2 separate regions of the Sus scrofa genome follow, and region 2 is linked to region 1. Evidence: chromatin contacts called from public HiChIP or PLAC-seq data. All regions are on one chromosome and are shown on one strand. Each heading gives the region's core, a stretch centred on a gene start, on an enhancer-like site or on the middle of the called end of the contact. The rest is flanking DNA. Distances are from core to core; before and after follow the strand shown.

The links. HiChIP or PLAC-seq counts read pairs in DNA pulled down with a chosen protein or histone mark.
Region 2: a contact with region 1 is called in an H3K27ac HiChIP or PLAC-seq map of alveolar macrophages. The contact joins two enhancer-like sites. A contact is called at or near these places in 1 of 47 Hi-C or Micro-C datasets (embryonic fibroblasts) and 1 of 2 datasets of contacts at active chromatin or transcription factors (alveolar macrophages).

The regions. Positions count from the first base shown.
Region 1 is chr5:28,375,079-28,379,422 of Sscrofa11.1, reverse strand. The region is part of intron 1 of SRGAP1 (SLIT-ROBO Rho GTPase-activating protein 1); the gene reads right to left. Among named protein-coding and RNA genes, the nearest start is that of SRGAP1, 76 kb to the right of the region's middle. Within about 2 kb of position 1,947, at least 2 of the 83 cell types and tissues checked have an H3K27ac peak or open chromatin away from gene starts, as enhancers often do. A contact at or near this core is called in alveolar macrophages, where this site is marked.
Region 2 is chr5:28,528,193-28,532,536 of Sscrofa11.1, reverse strand. It overlaps SRGAP1 (SLIT-ROBO Rho GTPase-activating protein 1), which reads right to left. Exons shown (of 22, transcript XM_021091938.1): 8 at 3,829-3,930. Among named protein-coding and RNA genes, the nearest start is that of XPOT, 150 kb to the left of the region's middle. Within about 2 kb of position 1,871, at least 7 of the 83 cell types and tissues checked have an H3K27ac peak or open chromatin away from gene starts, as enhancers often do. A contact at or near this core is called in alveolar macrophages, where this site is marked.

The sequences.
Region 1 (4,344 bases), core at 698-3,197:
GACACTGCCATATCCTTAACCTGCTGAGCCACGAGGGAACACCAGAGGAGGTTATACAGGTCTTGCTAACTAGCAAACTTTTAGCCTTATTGAAATGGATGGAGACAGCAGGAAGGCTCTCATTCTGGACTTAGGAGACAGTATAAACTAAAGAACAAATGAGAAGTGTGAAAGGGCATAAAGAGCAATTCCGCAGAGAGGACTAGGTCCCTCTGAGTTAGGACCCAGTGGAGTCAGGTACAGGGAATCTGTAATTTCCCACGTGAACACAAGGATGCTATCGCTCTACATTGGCTGCAAGATCTGCCAGTTGGCAACAGTATAAGGGTAGCCATTAGTCGGTCAGCAAATATTGAACAAGTACCTGATCTGGGCCAGCCAGGGACCACATGATACATCGGGCTACAGGAATAACATGCCAGACACAGGGTCGGCTCTTGTGCACCTTGCAGTACAGCAGGGGTGTGCAGCTGCTTAGAGAGACCAAGTTCTGGAACTCCAGAATAGGAATGGATGACCATCCAAAGTCTCCTGAACCTTAAGAGTAGAAGCTATTCCAGAATTCCATAAGAAAATAATAACAGAGATACAAAAATGAAATATGTATGTATTTAGTCATCGATCCTTCAATACCATATATCTGGGGCAGGGAGAGTAGGGTGTATTGAGATGAGGAGTTTCATGCACTGAAAAAAAAAATATCCAGGTAAAGATGCTTGAGAGATAGAAGAAAGTTTTAGATGAGAAGTTTGGGCTCATTCACATGCAATATGACAGATAGAATAAATGCAGTATCAACACCTCTTTTATTTAAGTAGCACAAAAACTTGATGATGTTAGACTCTGTAAACAGACACATAAGCCTTACCCATAAAGAGGGCAGAGCTGAGTCTCAGGAGTTGAACCAAGTTGGTCCAAATCCCAATGGGACCACTTGCAACTTGGGTGTCCTTGGCCAAAGAACGTAACCTCTCTCTGAGCCTCACTCTCCCCATGTGCAAAACTGGGATAACAACTCAATCCACATCCCCCTCGCAGGGATGTTATGAAGACTGAATGACATCGAATGACCCAGTGCCCACCACACACTACCAGCTCAGCAACTCTTATTTAGCTATTATTATTATTTGTGTCAAAAAAATCCACATTGGCGTGTTGTTAGGATATTAAATTAGAAGGATTTTTGAACATGAAAAAAGTCTACATAATTGATGATGTGAAGAAAAGAGAATTATAGTCCTTAAACCACTGGTGCAATATCAAAGGACTTAAATTCACAGTAGCCAATAATTTTTAGAACATGAAATTTAGTTGGATTTAGAGGAAAGAATGCAAGAGAAATCTTCTTGAAACACTGGCCAAGCTGTGGTCCTTCTCGGTCCAAAGTGATTTTTCACTTGCCACAGGGACCATCTTACTAGTGCCTCTAGTGCTGCATACAAAAATTATTTTTACTCCTTTCCTCCCCTCTCCACTTTGCTCCATTCTCTTTTCTTCCTTGCTGGGATTTTCTGCTTTGGATACTAACATGCTGGTGACTGTGAACATTCAGTAACATAAATTCTCAGTAAACGTTAGCATTCTGCTCTGTTGTTCTTCGCTGTAACACTTGCCCAGAAAATTTGAATTCTAGGACACTGAGAATGACATGAGGATGTCAGACATTTTCATTTCTTTACTGCATGTATATCTTAATTGGTGTAATTTTAAAATGAAGGGTTTTTTTCCCCTTTTCTTTTTTTAAATTAAAATGTAGTTGATTTACAATGTTGTGCCAATTTCTGCTGTGCCACAAAGTGACCCAGTCATACATATATGTGTACATATATATATACACATTATCTTCCATCATGGTCTATGCCAAGAGACTGGATATAGTTAGTTCCCTGTACTGTAGGGTAGGACCTTGTTGCTTATTCATCCTAAATGTAACAGTCATCATTTACTAACTCCCAGTCCATCCCACTCCTTCCTCCCTCCGCCTTGGCAACCACAAGTCTGCTGTCGATGTCTGTGAGTCTGTTTTGTAGACAGGTTCATTTGTGCCATATTTTAGATTCCCCATAATGAAGCTTTATAATGTATGTAAAGATGAGCAATTTTTCTTCCTTTAACTTGAAAAATTGTCAAAATTAAGATGCTTTACATCTCACTTATTTTTCCAAATGATCATGAAATGAAAACATACAGGCCTAGCATTCAATTGCCTTGGTGAAAGACTAAGCAAATAGTTCATAATAAAGAAAGCATGATGTCAGCAAACAGATGAATATGAATGCTGCTATGATATGTATCTAGAGCATTCTATCTTTGATTCTAAGCTAGAAAAAGTAGGCAGCTTATCCTCTAAGAGCTTCTGTTGCTAAATCAAGATCCAGGCAAAAATCACACCTATTTTAAATCATCTGTTCTTGTAAGCATTATGGACACATAGGATGGCATCAAGTGCAGTGACAGTCACCTCTCCTGTACCATGTCAAAATGATACTACTTAAGAGCTATAAGTACCCTTCAACCAGATGGCATGGCCTGGCTCAAGTGAGCTCCATTTTTCAAACTTAAAATAATTCATTCCTTATTTCAATCATCCATTTAACAAATGTTTATCATCCCAGTACTATGTGCCAGGCACCAGAAAGGCAGTGCCTAAAGTGAGAGATCTCTTAAAGACATTCATACACTTTATAAGCTGGTTCTCAAGGACCGAGGCACAAAGCAACCAAATGACCCTCAGGAGAATGATCCATCTCTCTGAGAGTTAACCAAATATTCCCTCCTCAATCCTCAAAAAGAACTGGTACCACCCAAAAGAAAAAAGTTAAGGAAGCCCATAGTCATTTAAGCAATAGAGGTCCTTCAGGTATGGATTTGCTCAATACTGTAATCTTTGGTTGTCAGAATGATTGTAAATATTATTTTTGAAAATCATACAATAAACCAGCTACCAGCATTTTAAAAATCCTGATCCTTCTCCAAAAACAAAACAAAACAAAAACTTCATGTGACACCTAGAGGATCTGCTAAAATATGGAATCAGAGGACACAACTAATCATGGAAAGTGAACAAAGAATCTGTTTATGATCTGCTTAACTCTTGATCAAATGCAACACAAGGTGGGGGTGAGAGGTGCTTTATAGAAACCCAACTCATCTATAACTCAGACAAAAAGAGAGATGACACCTACTTTCTCTGAGGCTTAATCAGAAGAATCTAATAAACTGAAGAACCTCAGAAGTAAAATTAAGATGCCAAGAAAAATCTCAATACAAAGGAGCTCAGACGTTATAAAGCTCACACGTTTTTTTGGCCACATATCAAACTGTATAATTGTTTGAGTTGTTCAAGTTACCAATTAGTTTAGTCCCTTAACAGCCAATTGTATAGACTATAGCCTTTTCTTAAGGGACTTCCTCCTGAAATAAACAAAATTTTGACATTCATAGAGTACACTTTTTGCATTAAAAACTAAGAAACTCAAAAAAGGAGACTGTTATCAAAGTGTCTTACTTAGTCTAATAAGGGAGGAAATTATCTTGATTATATTATGCAATGAAGGAATTTTAAAAATCGGTATTTGGAGGTAGATAATTTTGATTAGAGAGACAGAATGAGGCTAGCTATTAAATACTATCTTAATTATGTACCCAAGAAGCTATAATCTTGAAATTTTCTTTCCTTTATATAAAATGTGAAATTTCTTTCATATGACAGGATAAAAATATTAAGAAAGAACTATTTCTTTATCCCAATCATCCCTTATATAAAAGTACAAAGTTAAAATAAAAGAGTATGAACCAAATATTTAGAAGCTTTTATAAAATTACATTATAAATATGGAAGAACATAGAGTAACATGAATAAGATCCATACATATCTATAAATATATCTCCATACTATAAACAAAGAGAAGAATACATTACAAAAAAAAGCACAGTTTCATTTATTTATTTATGTCTTTTTAGGGCCGCACCCATGGCATATGAAGTTCCTAGGCTAGGGCTTGAATCGGAGCTGCAGCTGCAGTCTACACCACAGCAACAACAGCGCAGGATCTGAGCTGCATCTATGACCTACACTTCAGCTCACAGCAGTGCCGGATGCTTTAACCTACTGAGTGAGGCCAGGGATCAAATACGCATCCTCATGAATACTAGTAGGGTTCTTAACCTGTTGAACCACAACAGGAACTCCAGTTTGGTCTCATTTTAGGAAAATGGTACATATAAGCACAGATGAAAGACGGACAGGGTATTAGAAAATATGACGTTTTTCCCTCTGAGTGGTCGAATGAGCATTTTAGTTTATGGACTGGTCAATATACGATTTCAGACTTAAGTAGGTGA
Region 2 (4,344 bases), core at 622-3,121, 150 kb before region 1:
GTGAAGAAAAAAAGAAAACAAAAAAATTGGAAGTAGAGTTGTATGAGCAGAAGGCCCTGCTCTTATTCTGTGAGCACACAATACACAGTGGATGCTACCATTTGTGGGCTGGCTGACTAGAAGTTGGGATCATAAGACTGAGGTATCCTTGACGCAAGTTTACTGCATAATGAAACCAAAGGCTCATTTTAAAAGGTTTAACAGGCAAATGTAAAGTTGTGAAGTGACAATAAATGTCACAATCCATTATGAATCTGCGTCAGCCACAAATCAAATCAAGCCCTTCTCATACCTTTACTTCCAACTTTTACAACTTAGGAATATACTGAGGCCACTTCACAAACGCTTATGCGTTCCTCTTTGTTTTAAGCCAGGTGTGGCAAACTCAAATATCTTCCAGGGCCAAGCAAGTCATGACAATAGGCAAGTGGGCTGAGTGGGGAGTGTGGCAAACAGGAAGCACATACCCTGTGTCTAAGGGGAGTATGTACTGCTCAGTTCAAGCCAGAGAAATGAAGGCCTAGTATAATAAGATCTTCTAATTTTGTAGCAGCTGGTAGTCCATGTCTTCATGCAAAAAAATTTTAGATGACAAGAACAATTTGAAAACAAAACAAAACAAAAACAAAAAACAAGCACTGTAGAGCAAAGGAAATTCATCTGTAGCCAGACAAGGGCTATGGGCTCTTAGCATGGAAGCTCTCTTACAAGAAGGCTTCCTACAGTTTTGAGTGGTGTCCATTATTTCCAGTTGCCTAAGATTTGGTGGAAAGGCTCATGTTCCGTTTAGCTGTCCTGCCTACGCTTTTATAAGCTTGGATGAAATTCTCCCTCAACTTTGATCTTTTCACTGAGTAGATAGAATTGTTTTTAGTTAATTAAACCTTTTCCACTCAACTTTGGACTTTCTAAGTATATATAAGTTTGTGCAGAGGCAGAGAATTATACAGAATTATACATGTGTTTCTTTAGCTGTCTCTTTTGGTTTGATACCAAGGCGTCAATTTATGTCCTTCTCTCAATGGAAGATCAGAGCAAATTCCTTATTCATGGTGGAGAAAAGGGCTACAGAGGAGCTCCAAATCAGCAATGATGGCTAGGTTACTCCCAAGTTAGGGCTCTGATTTTTCACCTTGTATAAATGACTCGTTAGAGTCTGCTTCTCGCACTAGACAGCTGCTAACTGTGACTTATTCATCTCTGTACTTCCCACACGTGGCAAAATGTGTGGAATGTAGAAGTCACTCAATAAATATTTATTTCACTGAAATGAACTCACCCACAGCATCCAAGCTCCTTCAGCTGGCTCTCAATGCCTCTCGGCATACAAATTCCAGCTTCACCTTCAGCTCATCCCCAAGCAGAAGCTGCGTGATAACCAAAGCACTCTGTTCTCCAATCTTGAAATATAGTGGAACAGCTTTCCCTCCTTCTCTATCTATGGAAATCTACTGGTTCTCACAAGGCTGGTTTAACTCTTACTTTCACTGGGAATCCCATTCCGCTCAGTGAATTTGCCCCAAGTGCAACAATCATAAACCACTTGTCATGCTCACAAGAAACATCAGGACAATCCAATTCATTTGCTTCTACAGTAAATTTTGAAGAATTAATCCTCAGAAAGCAGAGTCTGCCCCTATCAGTTCATAAAGACACTATGCTTTTCCACATTATGCCCCAAGGGGAAGAGGAGGGTCGTGCATTCAAAGGGCTGCAGAGGCCAGCCAGGTTAACCTAAATGGACTAGGCCAACGTAAGACAATCAGGAGCTGAACAGCTACGGACAAGAGAAACCCAAGTACCCCAGCCTTTCCCTTCATGAGGCAACACAGGGCCAGAGTTGCCACACTTCCCACTTTTCAACAGGCCCAAACTGTGGGAGCCAAACAAAACAGGTCTGCGGGCTGCAAGTTTTGACCATGTGTGGAACACCCTGTTTTCCTAGAGCTTAGACACTGTTTCCAAATAAAACCGCAAGGGCATCCACACACAAATGCACACACACACAAATTGGAAGTCACCAGACGTACAAACCATAGGCTTAAGAGGATCCAGTAAACTGCATTAGGTGAGTATTTTGTGGTGCCCTGCCAAACCCTAAGCTCTGAAAACACCTCAAGGAGAGTAACGGCTTTCCTTTTGGAAAGGCTCATTAATGGGACTTCACACAGAGACTGAGGTATTAATCACACTGATTGCATCGTAAACACACATGTTTGACTAAGGGGTGGTTTGGTTCTTCTGGAAGGAACAGAAACCAGAAAGGCTGCGATGGGTTTTGATCAAACTGCTGATCTAGAAACACACCACTCTTTCTTCACAGAAATAAATACACATTCACCATAGCTCAAAATATCCCGGTGGGATTAGAATAAAAGAGGGTACTAAAGTGAATTTTGATTATTTTTTTCAAGGGCGAATTGTTGCTGCTGCCGCTTCCCTCCCGCCCCCCTTTCTGTCCCATATTCCTTCATTTTGGAAACTGCCTGCCTCTAGAAATACAGACTTCTATTGGGGCTGTCAATCTGTTTCTATGAATTGGTACATGAGAGAATCCCATTTCCTGGATGTAATGGTTGGTCCAGAAGTATACATTATTTCAGTCAGGCCAATGAAAGATCCCATTTCAGAGTTAAGGATGCTGGGAAGACGTGGGATGGTAAGCTGTATGGACCATGTGGTCCTGGATCTCTCAATGTGGGGGCAGGGAGAGACCTCCTACCAATACATGAAGATATCACGTCAAAGGGATGAAAAGAGAGAGATTCCTGATAACAGCATCTTGACACAGGTTCAATCACTACTGAGGCTACTGCAACCATGAGCCAATAAGTAAACTTTCTGACTTGACTGAGTTTGATTTGGGTTCCTGAAAATTATAATTGAGTGCCTTGACTAATACAAGACACATTTGTGGTTCCCATTTTTTTTTGTTTTTGTTTTTTTTTTTTTTGGCCACACCTGAGGCATATGGAAGTTCTTGGGTCAGGCATTGAATCTGAGCCATGGCTGTGACCTGAGCCATTGCAGAGACAACACTGGAACTTCCCTATTTTTATTTAAGGAGAATGTGGATCCAATTAAATTAACTTCAGAAACAGGCAGCTGAACTGTACAAATGCCTTCTGACTCAACATATAATACACATTTTATGTTCTACCCATTTAAATCCACTTACGTCAGCAGATAAGCAGTTTTATATGACTATTCAAGTATTACTTTAAAATATAATTCTTGGACTAATTATATCAGTAATGACATATTCAGTACCAGAAATCTAGAGAATACAAAAAAGTATTTTAAAAAGTACTGAGAGTTCCCTGGTGGTCTAGTGGTTAGGATTCAGTGCTTGAATGGCCCAGGTTTAATCCCTGGTCTGGGAACTGAAATCCCTTATTGAGCCACTGCATACTGTGACCAAATACAGACAAAAAAGGTGTAAGTTTCATTTTTTTAGTACTAATTTCCAAAGTCAGCATTAAATTAACATATTGGACAACATTTCTTTCCACACATTCATGTATATACTCTTGGACACATATGTGGCATTTGATAATCCAGGAGAACTACTTTCAGTATTTAAGCATATAAGAATAAGGGTGTATTGACATGTGTATGCGGTGAACCCCTGGTAAAGTATTCATTTACAGTGGAATACAGAAACTTTGCATTTATCCTCTACAAGGAATATTTTAGGATCCGCGATTTAGCTGCACATGCATGATGAAGAGAATGCAGTTACCATGTTAAAGTGACCAAGTCGTGTGAAAATGTCTTCCAGGTCACATTAGAACTCAGATCACTTGTGGGGGCAGAAAGCATGCTCACCTCCTCATTCTCGATCTTGAGCGTGGCCAGTCGGGACTGCAGCTGCTGATACCTGAGCATGAGCTCAGCCTGGACCGGCTGCTGTGCGCTGACTTGACACACCTGATGGGGAATCAGAACGACAGTTACAACAGGGCGCCATCCGCCAGCCTTCTGCCTGAATCACACGGATCCCCGTAGGAGTCCAATTACATATTTTCCGCTTAAGAGCAGCCTCAAAACTTCAGTTTTAAGTATGAACTTGTTAGGTGAGTGGCAAGAGCAGAATGCAGCTGCTTGGCCTGGAGATGACTAGCACGAAAGCAGCTGCAGGAAGCATGCCCCTGAGAACGCAGCAGTGGCTGGAGACGGAGCTCTGCGGCTGACGTTTCACTTGTGGAATAATTAGTGGGCACAGTGTGAAAGATGATCGAGTGTATGGTCATGCAGGTAACAGCAGGGCTGGCGGCAGAGCCTACCGGTTACAGTCAGCTGGGTGACCGTGTTAAGTTACTAAACCTCAGTTTCCTTATCTGT